2 separate regions of the Mus musculus genome follow, and region 1 is linked to region 2. The links are chromatin contacts, called in public Hi-C maps. All regions are on one chromosome and are shown on one strand. The core of a region is the stretch at or near the end of the contact, and the rest is flanking DNA. Distances in the headings are between cores, read along the strand shown. Region 1 holds the start of Donson (downstream neighbor of SON). Region 2 holds the start of Rwdd2b (RWD domain containing 2B).

Region 1 (2,854 bases), core at 210-2,709, 4.2 Mb before region 2:
GAAATTACTACTTCTTTAAGCCACAGAAATATTAATGAATGCATTTGTAATTTCTGTTTGGATTTTTCTTTTTAAGATAGCTATCTAGCTCAGGCTGGCTGACCAGCAACTTGCAGAGGTTCACCTGCCTCTGCCTCGCCAGTGCTGGGATTAAAGGCTCGAGCTGCTTGTGTTAGATAAAGGAAAATAAGCAAATGTGTGGTCTACTGCATCCTGCGTGCTGTGCTCCTCTGTGCCTGTGCCTGACATCTCGAATCATTTCCCTCCTCAGGCCTCTGCTCGATGAGCCCATCCCACTGTATGAGGCAAAGGTTTCCATGGAAGTTGTTCAGAAAAATCAAGAAAGAAAAAAGCAAGTCGTTCAATTTTAATTCTCTTCCCTGATCTCAGTCGGATGCACCCACACCAGTGGGGGAAGCCAGTTTTCTTTGGAAATTGTTGAGAAAAACCAAGGACGATAAAGCAAGATTTTATATTTTTAAGCCTGTTTTCCTGCCACAGTAAGATGTTTGGTTATTTGACATATTTGAAAAATACTTCCAAAATTAATGTGCAAACAATCCAGATAATTTTTTTACCATCTGAAGGGGACATTCCAAAAGCTTCTTTTAGTTATTGTATCTGTACACTTTGCCTCTGCTATAAAATTCTTTCCATTAAGAAAACTGCTTTCAGCAAAAGCTACACTATTCTAGCAAATACATCTGTCACATGCTTTTGCTATACCAAACGTCATTTGATTTTGTTATCAACTTCATTCTCAACACCTTCCTTAACAAACCGTTGATGCCATTATTTTAGCATTTGTACTTTCCGACTTCAAAGTATCTAATCCACTGGCATTTAAAATGTTTTTAAATATTCATTCACTCTGAATTTCTCCGAGATCATACGGAATCATAGTACCTGGTCCTGTAGTAGTGACGGCATTTGCATAGAGGGCTGCGGTGGTCGGGCACTGGGGACAAGGGTGGAAGAGTTGGCCTGCGGCTAGCCTGAAGCTGGCGGACATTTCCCCCTCGTGGGTACTGTGTTGAGCTCGGCCCATCACCGTCTCTCTCAGAATGATATTGCGGCTTCTCACGGAGAGAAGTAACTGCCCATCACCACCAATCAATGTGTTGTTTGCTGTGCATTCATGCTCCGTACCCGGGGCTGACACTACGCCCGCTGCCGAGTTGGTACTGTTAATCCCTTTTCCGAGCCCTACCGGGTGCCGCGCGCCGCCGTCGCGTTCTCAGCGACGCCGACCTCGCAGCAGGAGAGCCGCGAGCTGCGCGCGCCCGGCCGGAAGCGGCCACCGGGAAATCTGTTGGGCGGGGCGGCACGGCCTGGCACGCATGCTCCGTCGGGGCGGGCCCGTGGCGGGGCGGGGCCTCAGGAGCCTCCAGTCCGTGAGCAGCGCGGGGTCTGGGCGGGGCCGGGGCGCGCGGGAAGCCCCGGCAGGGCTGCGGAGCTGCCTCGGTGCTGCGCAATGGCTGTCTCGGTGCCCGGCTACTCGCCTAGCTTCAAGAGGCCGCCTGAGACCGTGCGGCTCCGCCGGAAAAGGTCTCGGGACCATGGTGCCGCCGTGCCCGCCTCACTGCCGGAGCCCGCGCCCCGCCGCGCCGCGCTGGCGGCTGGGCTGCCCTTGCGCCCCTTCCCGACCGCCGGCGGCAGAGGAGGCGCCGCCGCGACCATCGCCCGCAGGAACCCTTTCGCTCGCCTGGACAACCGGCCGCGAGTCTCGGACGAGGCCAGCGAAGAGCCGCTCCGCGGTCCTCAGGGGGCGTCGGGCCCGGTGAGTCTCCGCGTCCCGCAGCCGGGCGTCAGGGGTGGGAATGGGCGCGAACAGCCGCCGCAGGCTGATGTCCTGAGCTGGGGCGGGGGAGGGGGTGGCTGCCCTCTCCTGTAAGAAGGACTTAGGGATGGATACCCAGGAAGGTGGCTCGAATAGTCCTCCGAACTGTGATGGAAAGCCACAGAATCTGCCTTCTCACCATCCTTTCAAGACCTTTTTCTCAGGCACTTGAAATTACTGTGGACTGTTGAAGATAAATCGGGTCAGAATTTACAAATGTTGGTTTTACTCATAAAGCTTTTTTGGAACTTTTGGTCTAAGATTTTTGTATCAGTTATTAAATGCGTCAAAGTCTGGCCTTTCCTCCCGTTTAGATAAGTTCAGGCACAAATCTGCAATGAAACATGGTACTGTATGGATGTGAGCTCCCACTCACTCTCCTGAGAACCTGGTGTGCCAGGTGAGCCCTTACATAGTTCACATTCCCTCATCGCTTAGGTTTTAAAAGGACCACTCTTTTCTTAACCTCAGCTTCTAGATTCTAATGAAGAAAATAACTTGCTGTGGGAGGACACATCATCTCATGAAAGAACTGGCACGGAACTGTCCCAGGTACTTTTAAAAATTACATTTCTAGTTTGTGCCACAATTGTGTGTGTAGAGGCCAGTCCCTCCACTGTGTGAGTAGAAGGATTGGACTCAGGTTGTCAGGCAGGCCAGAAGCAAGTGCCTCTACCTTCTGAGCCATCTCAATGGCTCACTCTAGGAAATACTTTCAAAGGGCTGAATATAATGTATATTCTAATAAACATACTTCTCAAAAGCTTTTCTCTTGAAAAAATGAGTTCCAGGAATGAATTCAAAGTCTGGGACTGAACCTCAGTTTGTAAAATGCTTGCCTAATGTTCAAAGACCTCAGGGCTGGATCCCCAGGAATTCCATGAATTACATGGGACATGATGCTGTACACTTAGAGCTGTCTCACTGGAGTGAAGGAGGGATTGCCAGGCCTTTGATAGCATCCTCAGATGCAGAGACAGTTGAGGCCAGCCTGGGACACATGAGAACCTTCTC
Region 2 (3,282 bases), core at 40-2,539:
CAGCCTGCAAGGCTCCTGAAGAAGGGACAACAGCAAGCTTCACATTAATTTGATGATTAACAAACCTGCTGAAAGAAATATCAGATGCATCTCCTAGCAAATAACATAAAACTTGTGTTTAGAACCAACAAGGAATTCAAATAGTTTTCTCTCCCACCTCGTTAAGGCTTGACGCTGCCCTCCAGTTTAAACCTGTTTACACAAATGGCAAAGCCCTCTTTCCCAGTAATTTGATCACCTAGAGTAGTGTAACCCTTCTCTCCTCAAAACAGTGACCCTTTTCCCTAACGCTTTCCTTCTCTTTTTTTTCCCGGTGTAATCCTAGCTATCCTGGAATTCACTCTGTAGACCAGGCTGGATGGCCTCAAACTCAGAGTTGTGCCTGAGTCTGCCTCTGCCTCCCTCACGTTGGGATTAAAAAGTGTGCACCACCGCCCCCTCCTTCATGTTCTATGTACCAATTATTTTCAGACTAGCTAAACTGAATTAAGACTTCCAGGTATGGCACCAACTAGTGGGGAAAGGCAGTCACCACCTGAGCTAAAATAAAAGCCAAATGCATTGGTAGGCGGTGGAGACAGAGGCAGAGGCCAGCCTGACCGACAGGGAGAGTTCCAGGATAGCCAAGGCTACACGTGGAAACACTGCCTCATAAAAAAAATCCAACCAGCCAACCACCAACAAAACCAAATGCATTTCCTATCTGTGTCCACGTTTTCCTGAGAGCGCCCACTTGATCAACTAAAGTTTGCCTTGTCCCCGGGGGCGTCAGTTGGAGTGGTGGCCTGTTTGAGACCCCGAGCTTTTCTCTAGCACTTACTTAGGAAAGTGTTGTTAGGTAGGAATAAGAGATTAAGACCATACTTAATCTCTCAGAGTTTTACTTCTAGCCTAGTTAAAATGCAACTACCAAACACTTTCCTAAGCCTGGAATTTCTCTCTCTCTCTCTCTCTCTCTCTCTCTCTCTCTGTAGGGACGGGTCACGTATAGAAAAGAGAATGACAAGACTGTCAGCTATTAAATACTTCTTTTCTAGACGCATTAGGCATTAAAGTCCTGCCACCTGCAGAAGAGGATCTGTTCTTTGTCTGCTGGCTGGCATTCCTTGCCAGTCCTGTATCACCGCCACAGCCCCGGTCCCCAGGAAGACAATGAGTCCGGGATGGTGAAATATTAAGAATAAAAACCAGGACCAGAAAGCAACCGGCGGGGGTCAAAGCACCCCTTCGCTGCTCCAGACGTGAACGCTAAGCAAGAAGAGAGGAGCTTCCTGCTTCCGGGACTTGCGTCCTCACGCGCAGGCGCCGGCCCGCAAAGCGCTCGCTGGCTTCCCGCAAGAAGGGTTCAAAGATCGCGCCGTTCCCTTTCTCTCTCTGGGGTGAGACCTGAGCTGCGAGCGCGTCCGGCCCCGGGGTGTCGCCAGTGCGGGAGCCCCAGCTCTGGGTGAGTGTGGCACTGGATGCCCTTGCTAAGCGGAATGAAGGCCATGTTTCCATGGGGGCTCGAATGGGCGGTCGCTGGAGCAGCACTTCCGCCCATTGGTCAGAACCGTCTTCGGTGTTTCCTGGCTCCGCCCACATTCTGCGCCTGCGTGCGGGGTATCTGCGTTAACTCTTGGGTACCTGAGTTTAGGTTTAGCTCCTTAAATAATCCTATGGGGGCTGTGGCTTCTCTCAGCTCTCCGGAGACAAAGGCATGTGTGTGTGTGTGTGTGTGTGTGTATCTCTGTGCGTGTGTATGTATATGTGTACACACGGAAACATGAATGACCCGCCCCTACCTCAATGAGATTTTCTCTAAAGCTAAGCAAATTTTACTGAAGCCATGTAACTTTAGCAAAGAACTTTCAGTGTACTATGTAGACCAGGCTGACCTCGGACTCACTGAGATAATCCCTACCTCTGCCTCCCAAGTACTGGAATTAAGGACCTGTGCTACTACAGCTGGCAATCCACCCATCTTTTTAAGCATTGATGCCACACGTTTTTGTTTTTGTTCTTCCTAGACAGGATTTCTCCGTGTATCCCTTCCTGGTTGTCCTGGTATACACTCTGTAGACCAGGCTGCCCTTGAACTCAGAGATCCATCTGAGTGCTGGGACTAAAGACATGTGCCACCACTGCCTGACTGGCCACACATTCTTACCCAGTTTTCACATCAGCCATATTCTTCCCAGTTTAGAAATGGGGACTGAATCTTTTGTGTAGAGTCTGAAGGTGTATAAACTAGGACGCAGAAGCCATCTCTCAGTTTTGTTGAATTGACTATCAACTGCTTGCTACATTCCTTTTCTGACTTTTCTCATGTACGTGTGATCAGGTACCAGGCCCTGGCTGTGATCCAAAACTCTGTAAAAAGGTGACAACCGATAATTATAACAATGTTTTGTTGTTTCCTTTACAGTTTTAAGGTAGCCATTCATGAACATTAGTAACAATGTTTCTTTTAGCAGCCAGCAGTGGGAGGCAGCACTTTAATCCCAGCACTTGGGAGGCAGAGGCAGGTGGATTTCTGAGTTCGAGGCCAGCCTGGTCTACAGAATGAGTTCCAGGACAGCCAGGGCTACACAGAGAAACCCTGTCTCCAAAACAAACAAACAAACAAACAAACACCCACAGTGTTTATTTTAACGGCTTTATAATATTTGTTTGTTTACATATATTTCTTAAACTAGTTTCTTCCTTAAGTTCTTTCTTCCCTTCCTATTTTTTTTTTTAAACTTTAGTGTGTAACCCTAGCAGGTATGGAAGACTCAATATAGACCAGACTGGCCTTGCACACACATCTTCCTGCCTCTGTGTCCTGAGTCAATGCCTCAATTAAATCGAGTGCTGGGACTAAAGGCTTGTGCCGCCATGCCTGGCCAGCAGCTGTAGTGTTCTGATGTGAACCATCAAGACTGCCTTGGATGCAGGACGTAGGTAGAGAAGGGCGGAAGCTGTCGATAGAGGATGACCTCTCCATACTTTCACTTTCTTCTGCAGATTCAGCTTTCTAAGCTCGGGCCTTTCAACCGTGAAAGGGGCTGCCTGAGCTGTGGAAGGAGTGGCCTTCCCCCACCCCCTGTACATTATTTCACCGTTTATTGTTGTGTTTTGTCTCACTCTATAGCCCAGGCTGGCTTTGAACCTACAGTTTTCTAGCTTTCTGAATGAGCCAACACATCTACCTGGCTCTTCCATTTAAAGACCACTAAATGGGGGATAGAGAGGTGGCTCAGCTGTTAAGAGCATAAACTGCTCTTCCAGAGGCCCTGAGTCCAATTCCCAGCAACCACATGG

Evidence for each region. Hi-C and Micro-C count contacts between places; a contact is called where the count stands out from the background.
Region 1: a contact with region 2 is called in a Hi-C map of B cells, with 5 read pairs. The contact joins the promoter of Donson here to the promoter of Rwdd2b in region 2. A contact is called at or near these places in 1 of 39 promoter capture datasets (pre-B cells) and 1 of 484 Hi-C or Micro-C datasets (B cells).

The regions. Positions count from the first base shown.
Region 1 is chr16:91,687,333-91,690,186 of GRCm38.p6, reverse strand. It overlaps Donson (downstream neighbor of SON), which reads left to right and starts at 1,459. Exons shown (of 10, transcript NM_021720.1): 1 at 1,459-1,780; 2 at 2,312-2,392. The coding sequence starts at 1,475. Cryzl1 (crystallin, zeta (quinone reductase)-like 1) reads left to right here. Exons shown (of 13, transcript NM_133679.2): 13 at 272-865. The coding sequence ends at 371. Gm10785 (predicted gene 10785) reads right to left here and starts at 1,289. Exons shown (of 6, transcript NR_040389.1): 1 at 907-1,289.
Region 2 is chr16:87,438,599-87,441,880 of GRCm38.p6, reverse strand. It overlaps Rwdd2b (RWD domain containing 2B), which reads left to right and starts at 1,289. Exons shown (of 5, transcript NM_016924.2): 1 at 1,289-1,444.